4 separate regions of the Zea mays genome follow, and all the other regions are linked to region 3. The links are chromatin contacts, called in public Hi-C maps. All regions are on one chromosome and are shown on one strand. The core of a region is the stretch at or near the end of the contact, and the rest is flanking DNA. Distances in the headings are between cores, read along the strand shown. Region 1 holds the start of LOC100381770. Region 2 holds the start of LOC100275303 (zinc finger CCCH domain-containing protein 15 homolog). Region 3 holds the start of LOC103635858 (formin-like protein 5). Region 4 holds the start of LOC100193381.

What was found. A called contact is a pair of places that touch in the nucleus more often than the background predicts.
Region 1: a Hi-C map of tassel shows a contact between it and region 3, with 3 times the contacts expected there. The contact joins the promoter of LOC100381770 here to the promoter of LOC103635858 in region 3. A contact is called at or near these places in 4 of 25 Hi-C or Micro-C datasets (ear, leaf and tassel).
Region 2: a contact with region 3 is called in a Hi-C map of ear, with 4 times the contacts expected there. The contact joins the promoter of LOC100275303 here to the promoter of LOC103635858 in region 3. A contact is called at or near these places in 6 of 25 Hi-C or Micro-C datasets (bundle sheath, ear, leaf and 1 more).
Region 4: a Hi-C map of tassel shows a contact between it and region 3, with 10 times the contacts expected there. The contact joins the promoter of LOC100193381 here to the promoter of LOC103635858 in region 3. A contact is called at or near these places in 2 of 25 Hi-C or Micro-C datasets (ear and tassel).

What each region holds. Positions count from the first base shown.
Region 1 is chr1:66,562,012-66,565,644 of Zm-B73-REFERENCE-NAM-5.0, reverse strand. It overlaps LOC100381770, which reads left to right and starts at 1,527. Exons shown (of 3, transcript NM_001174571.1): 1 at 1,527-2,112; 2 at 2,229-2,547; 3 at 2,652-3,259. The coding sequence starts at 2,286. The coding sequence ends at 2,794.
Region 2 is chr1:66,703,041-66,706,431 of Zm-B73-REFERENCE-NAM-5.0, reverse strand. It overlaps LOC100275303 (zinc finger CCCH domain-containing protein 15 homolog), which reads left to right and starts at 1,309. Exons shown (of 2, transcript NM_001331166.1): 1 at 1,309-1,473. The coding sequence starts at 1,354.
Region 3 is chr1:66,304,954-66,308,128 of Zm-B73-REFERENCE-NAM-5.0, reverse strand. LOC103635858 (formin-like protein 5) reads left to right here and starts at 1,334. Exons shown (of 6, transcript XM_008658244.4): 1 at 1,334-1,560; 2 at 2,678-3,175. The coding sequence starts at 2,683.
Region 4 is chr1:65,906,368-65,909,639 of Zm-B73-REFERENCE-NAM-5.0, reverse strand. It overlaps LOC100193381, which reads right to left and starts at 1,724. Exons shown (of 8, transcript NM_001138510.1): 1 at 1,326-1,724; 2 at 859-929. The coding sequence starts at 1,454. It overlaps LOC100279238 (pseudouridylate synthase), which reads right to left. Exons shown (of 18, transcript NR_158723.1): 17 at 3,233-3,272; 18 at 2,211-2,563.

The sequences.
Region 1 (3,633 bases), core at 278-2,777, 260 kb before region 3:
CAGCGAACGTACGTGACCACGTTCCTATTTGAATATGTACGTATCATTATGTACTTGACGAGAGGGAAGATGCATGCATACAGTTAAGCAGACCGGGTCAGCGATTCTCTCCTCGATTATCCCGCCCACAAGACAACAGACTATTTTTCTTGTGTACGTCAATGGTCCAGTCGTGGAAGTATTAAAAAAATTACAACTAGCGATTTTTTTTTGTTTTTTGTAGACGGTCCACACGTACGGTGAACAGTTGGCGAGAAACAGTGTACATGCATGTAGACCGTGTCCGCGGTACGTACGTATTACACAAATTACGCATTTTTGTACTTTTTTAAAATATAAAACAAATCACAGTATAGTAGGTGCCAGTGGCACAAACAAGAATAGTAGTAGCTAGCAGGCTGACACCACCAATAGACAGTTGACACAAACAAAAACACATATATACATGCAGCATCACACCGTCTAGTTCTCAGCTTCTGAGTTCTGACACAATGAGTTGGAGTAGATCATAAACGACAGTAGTGCGGCATATATATGACATCACAATTCAGTTCAAAGGGTTCAAACTTTAAACACAAATAAATACGTCAACAAATAGAAATACAGCATCAAAGATCGATCACCATTATTCCATGTGCCGTTTTCTTGCAAACCGAGGGTTCGTTGGCAATGGCAGCACGGTGCATTATATTCCTGAAGCTGGTGACGACGTGGTCCAGCCGGCCAGTGGACGTACGAACGTCACATGGAACGGTGTGTGTGTGTGTGTGTGTGTGGGGGTGGGGGGGGGGGGGGGGGGGGGGTTCTGGCGGCCAGGCAGGGAGCGGGGTCCAGATGTAGCGTAGCTTTCCCAATATCAATTTTATTTAGGGATACGACCAATTAAGACACACAATCCAATTAATTAACGTATTTATGTTTATACATTAGGTTTAGCGTAGCTTTCCCAATCTCAATCTTCACCTCCCTACGTGCTTTGGTTGGGTGGCCTACGGACCCAAAGCAGCCCAACATGGTACAGCCAGTGGACGTACGAACGCCGCATGGAACGGTGGGGGTCTGGCGGCCAGGGAGCGGATCTGCATGCATATTATTATTGTATGTACGGGCGGTGCCGTCGGATCGGGACGGGAACGGGAGGGGGCGGCGTCTGCGAAAGGGAGGGGGAGTTCGCCATTTTCGAAGCTCCCAAAAACGGGCCGCGCGTCGCGGGAGCGGGAGGTCCACGCGCTGGGAAAATCAACATGGCGGGCGGGCGGGCGCGCAGGACAACGCCACGAGAGAAACGGGCCCGTGTGGTTCGTCCCTGCGTGTGGCAGGCAATGGCAGTCTGGCACCCAGCGGTGTCTCGTACCGCGTGCGCGCGTGAACGGCGTGGGCGCGGCGTTGGGTTGGGCACCGTGTGGGGCGCACCCGTCACGGGATACGTGCGGAGTAGGTGTTCCGACCAGAAAAAAGCGGGATGTTGTCTCAACTCTTATCTCTACTACACCTTGAGGCTCGAGCGAGGGCGTCCACCGACCTCACCGTGCCCCCGCTCCAGCCTCCACCCACGCCGTCTTCCTTCCTGCAATCCCGCCCCCGCCCGTGCCGTCTTCCGTGCATCATCCCGCCCGCGAGCCCGCGCCGTCTTCCCTGCATCTCGCCCTCAACCGCGCCGACTTTCTTCCTTGCATCCCGCGGCGACCCCGCGCTCCCATACGCTACCCATCCATCTCGCCGCTGATGGCGCCCATCGTGGGAGGCAGGGTGGGCGAGGTCGCGCGTGTGTCTCCGGTCGTGGTCGTTTCGTTTGGACCGACCGTGGGGCGATACTGTTTTCATCCTCCTGCTCTGACTTCTCTGCTTCATCTGATCCCCTCTCCCCCACCTGCCAGACTCCCCGCCGTCCACCGCTCGCCGCCCCCGGCTGCCATCCAACCGCCGGTACAGGGCTCATCCTCCCGGTCGCAGCCGTGTCCAGTTCCTTCACGAAGATAGGCGCGTAGACTGGGGAGCTGGAGCGAGGACAAGGAGACAAGGGAAAGGATGCAGCAGCTGCGCAACCGAAGCAGATGCACTGGGTGAGGGCCGACTCCTCCGACTTCGGAGGCGACCGTCCCGCCCCCGCAGGTATCCATCCAGCTCCTCCTCCTCCTCGCCGCCGCCGCCTCAATCCCGTCCTGGACGGAGTCTCACCCTACCCCTCTAACAAAGTAACGACCTCACGATTTTGCGATTTCGTGCAGCGGGCACACTGCGGTTATCTATCGTCACATGCACCCACCGTCACGGCTCCTCCTCCGATGCTTGCCTCTGACTCCCCGATTACTCCATGCGACTTCTTCCATGCAACATTCATCGCCCCTATGTGGCCTCCCAGTCACCAGCGCCACGACGCCTCTTGTGAAGAGGACGATTTGTACGGGTATGGGGGCATCGTCAATGAGTGGGGCACGATTGGGCTGTTGCTGCTCGAGGCGGCAGCCGAGCGGATTGTCGGGGATGGGGCCCTCGAGACATGGGGTGTCGCGGATAAGGCCACTCGTGTGAAGCTCTGCATGTTGGGTGAGGATCTTTTTGTGTGTGTGACAGTCCCCGGCTCCTTCCTCTCGCCCTCCGTAGCTCCCTCCCTCGCTCTCTATCTTTCTATTGTTTTTTCGCTTTTGCAGGTGTCCCTGTGGGGGTCCAGCGCGAGGGAGATCACACGCGCTGCACCACGCGGAACGTGTTCGAGGAGCGCCAGCTCCATAGCCACCTCCATCGTGTCGCCGTGGCTGCCCTCTCCATTCAGGTACCTCCCACGCCACCATGAAAGGTCTTCCGGGAGCACAGGGACAAAGAGCCCTAGGATTCCATCATGCCACCGGTAACCAGTCCCACAGCCAAAGATTTCTTATCTGACTCAACCTTCATGTTAGTTGTGGCCTTCCTTCTGAAGCGGGTCCGACAGAACGGAGGGCCCCAACCATAGCGGGTGCTCCTATTGCAACCAACTCAGATGTGAGTGTGAGTGGAAGTGGTCCAACCAGCGAAGCCTCTGGTCTCCAGCAACGCACCAGGTGATTGGAGCCAATGCCGGCACTCCATGACCAGCTAATTCGTCTGCTGGTTTGTTGTCGTCCTAATGGAAAGATTCATCCGAATACCTTTGTGATGATAAAAAATTACCAATTTTTTTATGCACCTAAATGTTAATAGTTCATACTTGTGCTGGTTTGATTCAGCCATTCAGGGTGTAGTAGTTGGGACAATCACATATCTTAGTAACTTGTATGGCATATGACTTGCATATATTCTTTTTTAGTTTTTTTCTGAATAAATGAATCTGATTCACAGTGATGCCCTATTTGTCTGCCAAGAATCAGTAAAGAGCATCACTGTGAATAACAATTTATTCACCTTTTCTAGATTTCATGAATGAAGAATTTGTGCATTTAATCCATTCTTTATTGTTATAGGTTCCAGATTAACTCCTTGTTGAAAGGGTGGTTGGAAGATACTTGATCTTGTAACAGGGAAAATTTATCATTTGAAATATTCTCTGCCAAAGAATGAAGTGTTTCAAGGCTTACACAAAGGTTTGACGACAGAGAAGAAAAGGCGTGTATTTGTACAGGTTATGGGTAAGAGTAATGTCAAATGCAATTGTTG
Region 2 (3,391 bases), core at 60-2,559, 400 kb before region 3:
ACGCCGACAAATATTTAGGATTAAAACTTAGACTAGATAGCGATACTTACAAAAAAACCTAGTTTGCACATTCTAAATTGTTAATTTGCATATGTTTTACTCTATGGATTTAATTGTGGCCTAGTTTAGAGAATAGTTTTTAGAAGTTCTAATTCACCACCTTTTAGACGTCACCGTTTCCTACAGTAGGAGTGGTGGCACGGGCGGGAGATGCGTGTGAGGAAGGTGACCGCACATGGTGAGGGTCGTCGTCGATGGTGGAGAGGTGTGGCACGATGGTCGTAGGCGAGCGATTGGAGCGAGGTCAGTTACACCGCGCGTGGGGAGGGACGACGCAATATCGGGGGAGGGGGGCGACAGGATGGCGTGGGCAATAACGGTGTACATTCATGGGAGACAGAACCAAAGGTGGCAGCCTACCTCTTGCGTTCTTCGTAGTAGTAGGGATTCTACCAGAGACGAAAAAATACTGACTTTATTAAAATGTTCACCACTATATTAGATTTAAAACGTTCATGTGAGTATGGAGGCTCATGGGCCATTTGGCAAAGTTCCCAAGCCAAACAACTAAACCTTGTTCCCAAGCCAAACAGCTAAACCTTGTTCGGTTCCATTCGAATCTGAGGCGAGGATTAAATATCTCCAATTACCTTCAATCTATCCCTAACCAAAAAAGCTCTAAGAGGACGTTTGGCGGAGCTCACATAGCTCCACTTTCAGCGAAAATCAAATCACTTTCGAGTTCCGCACAGCCAAACGACAAAAAACGGAACTACTATCGGAGGCAGAGTGAATGCAGTCTCCTTTTGTACTAGAAAGTGAGAGTAAAAAAACTAGCTTCTCGTCACTCATAACTTGCTCCCCACTCACTTTACAAATTATTTGCCAAACAAATTTTATCAGATGGATTCACTTCTGCTAGAGAATTATTCAAAATTATTATATTAAAGAATCAACACTCGAAGCTAGATAATTATGTAGCGGAGCTCTGCCAAAAGTCCGTATTAAGTAGGGATCATACGAGAATTATTTCTTCATTCATGCTGGGAGCTAAAAAATGTGCTTCACCAAGCTCCGTATTATGATGGAATTCTCATCACCTTCTAACCGTGCTTTCTCTTAGGAATAGAATCACTTCATCAAAGAATCAATGAGCAGAGTTCAAAGAATTAGGTAGCGGGCCTCTCCCAAAAGGTGCCTCGTAAGCCCAAAATACGTTTTGGTAGGAACTCAACAAAGGCGCCCTCAACAACAGGGCTTTCCGGTTTGATTAGGGCCTGATCCGTTTCGTAGTTTTTTTTTCTCGGTAATCCAGCCGTTTTCCCTTTCCCCAGAGATTCGCATATTCTCGCGATGGGAGCGGAGGAAGCAGAGGGTACTCCCCCGCCGCTGCCCGCCACCGGCGAGCCCGCAACCACGGCAAGGGCGCAGCCAATATCTGCAGCACAATTCCTCTCCTGGAAGCAGCGCAAGGTCTTTCCTTCCTCCCTTACCCCCAATAAAGCTTCGCCTACTTCTTTTACCATCAATTTAGGGTTCGATCTAGTTTCCTGTCCGTCGGGCCAGTAGCTGGATTAGATTTGTATCTCTAGGGATTTCCCGTTTACTAAGCTGAACAAGTAGATGTGATTTTGATTTGCTGGATTAAGCTTCATTCGCGTGGCAAATATGCGACACGTTTACGACGCCAGCGGATTTACTCTGACAATTCATCGTTATAGAAGCACGAGAATACATTCCATTTCATTTATCCGTTTAGGTTGCCTAAATAATCGTGAAATCTTGTGATACACAGAATAGTTCGTACTTCTGTTTCTTACCAGATATGCATACAAATACAGATAGATGGGGAACTGTTAATTGAAACGGGAAACATATATCATATTCGTAACAAACGAACACAAGTGTCTAAATAGCCATCCCAGTTTAAGCTGGTTGTTTTTTCAGTTATTGAATAATTACAGTTTCTGTTTAATTTATTCATTCTTGTTTTGATTATATATTGATATTCTAAACTGTGTGGTCATCTTTAAGGGAGGCAGTGTTACTGTTTTATTGTAACCTTACCAAGAATGAGGAGCTATTATTGTTTCATTCTTATCTTCATCTTCACAATTCACATTGCGTGTGTTTGCCTGTTTCTGTTTGGTTGTGCGTCCCGTGGTAGCCTGGCTCACTACATGCGTTGACTGGGCCTCTAAATGTATCCAGTTGCCCGCATGGAGATGGTTGAGCACGCATGCATCGGTGCAGATTATGTATTTGCGGAAGTCTTTAACCTGCACCTGGGGATACGCGTGAAAGCGGCGTATGTGCTGGGCCATGCTCGCGTGAGCCCGGCTGCATGGACGCAGGCTTCCAATTACCACCATTCTTATTGCTCAAGTACCAAATAGGCTTGCCAAATTTGTGCACTATATTTCAATCTATACTGGAAGCATACATTTTTCAAACACTGTATATTCCTGTACACAGTCCTTATGGTCTTTTCTGGCTCTGGCTATTGATGTCCATGCTAAGTGTAGGGAGAATTTTGTTATTGTCATACCCTGAGGTTATGTTGTCATCTGGCAGTTCACTGCTTGAGCCATGACATGTCTCTATGTAACTCTCTTAGTGACGCTCCATATCAGAACCCGAGCATGGTGTTAAATGGGCAAGGGTTGATTCAACATCCCTTTGGTGACGCGTCGTGTTGTGATTTGGGCACGATGTTATATAAGGATCGAGTCGCTGCTTCCTTAGTTGTGTGCTACGTCGCTACATCGGCGCCCGAGTGTAGTAAAAATGTGCAAGGGTCTTTACATCACCAACAGGTGCGAAGGGTAAGGAAGCTAGTCGGACTAACTGAGATCCATTTAGGTAGTTGGAATGTAGCATCATTTACAGGTAAGTTAAGAGAGTTAGTTGAGACATCGACTAGGAGGCGTGTAAAATATCTTATGCATTCAAGAGACTAAATGAAAGGGTCAAAAGGCGAAGGAGGTGAACAATACTGGCTTCAAGCTTTGATACATAGGGACGGCTGCAAATAGAAATGTAGTAAGAGTTTTGATTGATAAGAGCCTAGTGTGTGGTGGATGTGAGAAGACAAGGAGAAAGATTATCTTAGTGAAGCTTGTCGTGGATGATTTAGTCTTGAACGTAATTAGCACGTATGCCCCCTAAGTAGGCCAAGATGAAAGTGCTAAGGGCCTTTTTGTGAAGACTTAGATAACATGATTAGAGCTATACCTATTAGCGAGAAGCTTTTCATAGGAGATCTCAATGGGCATGTAGGTACAACAAATGCAGGTTTCAAGGCGGTTCATGGAGGTTTTGGGTATGGTAGTAGGAATTAGGAGGGAGAGGAAGTCTTGGACTTTGTGGTAGTTTTTGATAGGTTGATAGC
Region 3 (3,175 bases), core at 85-2,584:
GTATGTCTTGGACATCTTGTTGTAATAAAAGTACCTTTCCGCTATTTATTTTGAGCAACGTGTGATGATGTCCAATTATGTAATCGTTGTGTACGTGAGTTTCTGATCCTGTCACGTATATGGTTCGCATTCGGTTTGTCTTCTAAAACCGGGTGTGACACCTATAGGCAGCCAACACGCTTAGGCCTAGGCTTGATAGGTTATGAGTGGCCAGCAAGCCTAGGGGTCTATAGGTTACGAGCGGTAAGTGGACCGACTCGCCCTCTGTGGCTCGGCGTCGGCGTAGTTAATGTGACACAGTGGGCTAGTCCTGGTCAAGCGCGAAATCCACTCGAGTGGCTTCCCCTCGATCCACCCGACCCTACTTTCGGCTCCGCCTCGTCTGACCCTCGGCTCGGTGCCTCGGGTTTATCCAGAACGATTCATTCAAGGTGGACCTTTTCCTCGTCTTTCTACTGACTAGTGGGCCCTGGAAGGCCCGAGGATCATTTCGCGACACTTACAATAGCCTATCAAGATATATTCTAATTTTGTTGATAACTATTTTACTTTAGACTTTAGATCAACCTTGGATACAAATTAGAGTGGCCTAGAAGAACAAGCACATTAGACTAGACTCGCATATTCAGCCATCACAAAAAAATTTAATCGACTAAAACAAATTTAGGTTATAATAGTGAAGTTGATGTCTTGGTTAGTTAATCTGATATCAACAATAAAATCGAACCGGTGGCTAATGCAGTTTTCGTAGAAAAAAAACAAACAAAAAACAAAAACAAAAACAAACAGGCTTTATTATAAGATCTAATGCTTAAATAGTCCGCTACTGGTGCCGTTGCTATGACTAAAGTTTAGTTAGTATCGCAGCGAATGTTTGAATGCCAATTTCAATGATTAAATATAGTCTAATTGCACACTAAATGATGAGATAAACTTATTAAACATAACTAATTTATGATTAACAAATTTTATGGTAGCATCATATGAATGAATTATCAATAATGTACTAATTAGACTTAGATCTATTTATTTTCCACTTAGATTATATAAGATGGATTATGGTGAAAGAGTAGGAAGATAAAATATCACTTTGAGACAACAAAATAAGCCAAAATAGATTTTTTAACTTATTTGTGGCATCAAAATGATATTTTATCCACCTACTTTTTCACCATAATCCAACTTATATAATTTAGAAGTGAAACAAACAAACCTTTAATATATTCATATAACTGTTTAGTCTTTATATATGTAATTAGCTTTATAATTAGACTATATTAAATATTTGTAATTAATATTTAAACATTTTTGGGCCCTTCAATCCCCTCTAGCACTCTTTTCCCAAACAAACCCCTCGAGGGAAACATATCCATCGCTCCCAAAAAAAAAAAATACTGTTGGATTCTGCTTCAGGCTCAGCCGCCCAACGCCCCAACCCTACCCTGCCTTTTGTTCTTCCGTTCCATCGCCACCAGCCTGCGCGGAACCCCCCACCCTCACGACTGGGCCGGCCGTCGCTAACGCCTTCGGTGCCCCTTCGCCGGCGACGAGCACCACCAGGTACGCCCTCACTTTGGTCTTCCCTGCCTGCGGTGCGAAGACGTGCGCCCAAACCCTAACTTACTATTCGTAGGTACGCCCTTCCCTTTCCCTTCCTGTTGTGCGAAACCGTGCGCCCAAACCCTAACATACTATTTGTTTTCCCTTTCCCTGCTAACTTCGATTGCTTTGCAAAAGCTTATCGGGTGTACATGTGTACACCCAGTTACCGCCCCTGGCTGCGATTCCCTTCTGTGTTTCGCCAGCGCTTCGCGCCATTTGTTTGCTGGCGAGGGATATAAGGCTGTTACATTCAAATATATGTGGATATGTTCTTCGATTTTTGTTTCTTTTGCGGTTCTCTTGGAATCCTGCGATTTAGTAGGTGCCTTTTGGTGCCCTATACAGTGAAATGCATTTGATTGGTGTTTGCTACTGCCAACTTCGGCGGAGCGTAGTGTTCCATTTGTGACCAATCTATAGCAATATCATCAGCTATTATAATTTATGGTTCACAGTTGTATTCTTTATCATTTTGTTATGCATTATGTCCATTGTTTTGTCCAGTAAATTTGCAGAAATCAAGATTATTTTTTTGTATTATATACTATATAGAATGGATAGTTCTGTTTGATCAAAGCACATCATGTAACTATTGCTTTCATTACTAGTTCTTTACCCCTGTGTTATGCTCAAATTGTTGAATAGAACTAATAGCGTGTTATGCTCAAATTATTGAATAGAACTAATAGCGTGTTATGCTCAAATTATTGAAAAGAACTAATAGAATGCAAGCAACCAACTTAATACTGGGAGTTCTATAGCATGCTTAGTATTCAGTAGTCCAGGAACTTTTGCTTTTGCAGTAATTGAATTTCTTGTTTAGTTTAATATGATCTTATTATTCTTTAGTGGCCTACTATTATTCGTTTCATATAAAAATATTAAGGTTATTATTATTTGATCTAGGTGCATACACATTAACTGGACTCCATAGGCTTTTATTGATGATTTAGTCTGTTTACCTTTTTTCTCAAATGGAACACATTTTCTACTTGGGCAAGAATAATTTGGTGAGTATAATTTTTTGGAGGTCTGATAATGTGGAGCCTGATTTGGTTGTTTCTTCTGTTGGCAGTCATCATGTCATCATATCCTGTTCTAAACAACCGACCAATCGATCAGTGGAGAGTTACTGATCTGAAGGATGAGCTCCGTAAAAGGAAGCTTCCTGTTAAAGGTTTGAAAGAGGAACTCGTCAAGAGACTCTCTGACTCCATTCAGAGTGAAAGAGAAGCTGACGAAGCTGATGAGGATGTGGGAGTGAATGTGGATGATCAGTTGCCTGATGCCAATGCTATTGAGGAAAATACAGTTACTGTTACAGAAGTTCATCAGGAAACTGTGGTTGATGTCACTCATCAAGTTGAAGTTCCTACAACCGAAGTTGGTCAAGAATCCATAATTTCTCCCACTAGAGGCCCCCCCAGTGTTGATGTTGAAGAGGCCTCAACAACCAAAGGAAAAGTACCTGAATCAGTTGCTCGAGGAAATTTGACATTTGAAGAAGTGCAAGTGCATACTAAAAGTACTAATGAGCCTCTTCATGAGAAGACCACAGATGTTGACACCAATG
Region 4 (3,272 bases), core at 475-2,974, 400 kb after region 3:
CCGCCGAAGACGAGAAGCAGCCCGCCCGTCCAGTGAATCGAATCGTCGGGGACGAGGAGGAGCACACGCGCCGATCGCCAGCGCCGATCGCCAAAGACGAGAAGCAGCCCGCGCAGCAAATCACCAGGGACAAGGACGAGCTTGTGCGGCGGACCGCCTGGAGGAGCACGAGCGCGACAGTAGGCGAGGAGCAGAAGAACGGAGGAGCTCGTCTGCGGCGTGGTGCATGGCGATCGAGGAGGAGCAGCAGCGGACGAGCTCGGCCAGTGAGGAAAAGCGGCAGCGCGATGCGAAAGTCACCGGACGAGCATCCAACAAAGAGAAAAAATGCAATTGTGCCACTGTGCGAGTGCAGCTGTACAACATATTTATTAATATGAATAAAAAATAATTTGCAGTATTTAAATGTCTCGTAATTTTGTAAATAAATACGGATTAATATGCATGCAATGATCACGGATATTTGTTTTATTAATAATATATGGATTATGTTAAAACTGTAGATATAGAGGACCGGTTTTAGAGGATGTTGCCGGAGATGAAGAAGATATAGAGGACAAAATTTTTTAGAGGATGCTGTAAAGGACAAAGAATATTTCTTTAGAGGACGAAATTTAGAGAACCTTGCTGGAGACAGCCTAAAGATATGCAGCTCTCCTGGTGTTTGAGGGAAAAAATAAGAGCTTCCTCCAAAAAGGATTTAAAGTTCTGGTGTGGGTCATGTTTATTCATTCAGATCAGGCACTGCAATGAGAGTCTATTTTGCAACATGCGCTACAAAATAATGACAGTCCAGTGCTGGTGGAGAACATGAACAAAATGTAAATGTGACGATGGAGGAAATCGTGAATTTCTGACCGGTAGGAGTCAGCATCACGGTTATATTCGCATAGAATGTATTCCTTCAGGCTCTCCTTATCCATGCAAACCTGAAAAACAATAAACCGTTTAACCTTGTGTAAGCAGACAGAATTGAAGAATCTAACTGCACGTGACACAGGGAAGCATTCAGTCGGCGGGCAGCATAATTCAGATTCGGTGCCACTGAAACCTGCAAAAATGGGTTGGACCAGCGTGATTCTACCTGACATGTGACCTGGATTCAGAAGAACCATGCGCAGTACAGTACAGGTGCCAAGGCAAGAAACGCGCATTTCTCGACGAACACGGCGCAAAAATGGCACGGCCAACAAACCCACGCTCGGCGGAGCATCCAATCCCCGCGAGCGATTCGAGACGAAGGGAGCAAATGTGTTGGCGCAGTTTAATCCCTATCCGAACCAGAGGACGTAGAGGCCCGAACCGAAACGGCGAAGGAGGGATACCTGGAGCGGGAGGTCGACCTGGGAGAGGAGGTCGAGGGAGTGGTCGGGGAGGAGGGAGAGCAGCGCGTTGAGCGCCGTCTCCGCGCTCCGTGGCGGCATCCGCCGCATCAGATCCATCGCCGCCTCCATGCGAATGGCTCTCGGCTCGCCTTATTCTTTCTTCCTGCCTACCACACTCCTCTCTCGGAGATCCCTCGTTTGAGTCTTCCCTTCTCCTGCTGCTGCCGCTACGACGACGTCGTCTGCCCCCTCCAGTCCTAATTCAGCTGGTCGTCGTCCCTCGAGCTCCTCCTCCTGTGGCTCTCCGCCTCCGGTGTTCTTTCCGTCTGTCTCTTCTGTTATCTTTCTTTGCTGCCTCTCTAATCTCTGTTTGCTGCTCATATCACCAAACTGCATTTGTTGACGGTTTAAGACTATAGGTTGGTAGCCACGCTTGCACATAACATATGATTGTATATTAGTTATTGTCTTTACTAAAAAAAAAAGCTACGTAAAGATGATGATACAACAAGCTAGTAAAGTATCGGTTTCTCATTTATAGCAAAGTATATAAAACATAAAAACATGTAAATTATGTTAGTAAGATGTGAACATGGGTTTAAACCCAACAACTATGGTTTGAATCCTCATTTATACATAATTTTAGTTTTTTATCATTTAAATGGGAAGGGCAGATAAAGGTGGAACTTACGATAAAGGTGGAACTTTGAAATCTAGTGCTTTATACATTAGAGATAAAAAAATGCATACAGTAGATAGCATCGTACAAATACTCGGACAATGCAGTCAGAACTCAGAATGGGCAGCATAGCTTTATTTGAGAAATCCCCTAAGGGCTAGTTTGAAACTTAAATTCCCTTGTGATCTTTGCGTGGGGTGTCATTTGTACAAGGCATTTAATTCTTGATGGGAGAGAAACTCTCTGGTTTTGCCTCCAAATTGGTCCTAAAAGTCCATTGATCAGAAAGAGGAATTAAAACATGGTACTTCCTGCTACTCTGCTATCATTTGATTTGCTGTAAAACTGTGCAAGTACAAGGGTGTTACACCATAGAACTTCTCCCGTTTGTGATTTCCTGCCCGTGGCCTTGGGAGCGAGAAGATCCAAGGCCTCAGCATTCAGAAATCCCTGAGCATGAGCTCTAACAACCATATGAGTGACACTGACACCGACCAGCGCTAAATAAAGCTTTGCCGTCATCCTGTAGCGAACGACAGTCACCAAGAGATGGGGTGCCCTGTAAGCAAGGAAAGGGTAGATGGACACTTAAATGATTCTGATCTCAGAGTAACGTGCATTCCTTGTAAGCTGCTTAAATATGAATGCAAGTAACCTAAATAATACGGCTGGAAATACATAACTCACATGAAATATTCATTTCTTATATAGTTTGTCACATTTGCTTAAAAAAACATACAGGACACTACCACCCCCTCTTTGCAAGGGATGCTTTACTACACTTTGGTACACACCATCATGTGACAACAACATTACCCCCTCTTTGCAAGGGATGCTAGACTATTTTACAACAAATTCAGAAGAAGAAAAAAAACACAAGGCCCTTACACTATTTTGAAAGTGAAACGCACAACTTGACAATACCCGAAATGTGGGGCTCCATATGTTTTAGTCTGTATATCTAGTCTAAAATAGGCAGCACGCTTTTCTAACACCTCAAAATGGTAAAATCCACGCTAAGCTCATGTTTCCGGGTAATTTCCATCTCCACATGTTAACAGATCCAATTTTGCCATAAAAAAAGCGCACGTCATAAACCTGCCAAGCTTAAGAAGGCGAAGACCGGCATAAAGAGGGATTGCCTCCTGCAGCACCAAAGTATTTATGGGAAAAAAAACAAACGCATGGCTCCAGAGTGAAATAAAATAGTGAAACCAACTGAACATACATATAGGCTTTTGGAAGAAACCTTCTACAGTTCCATAAGT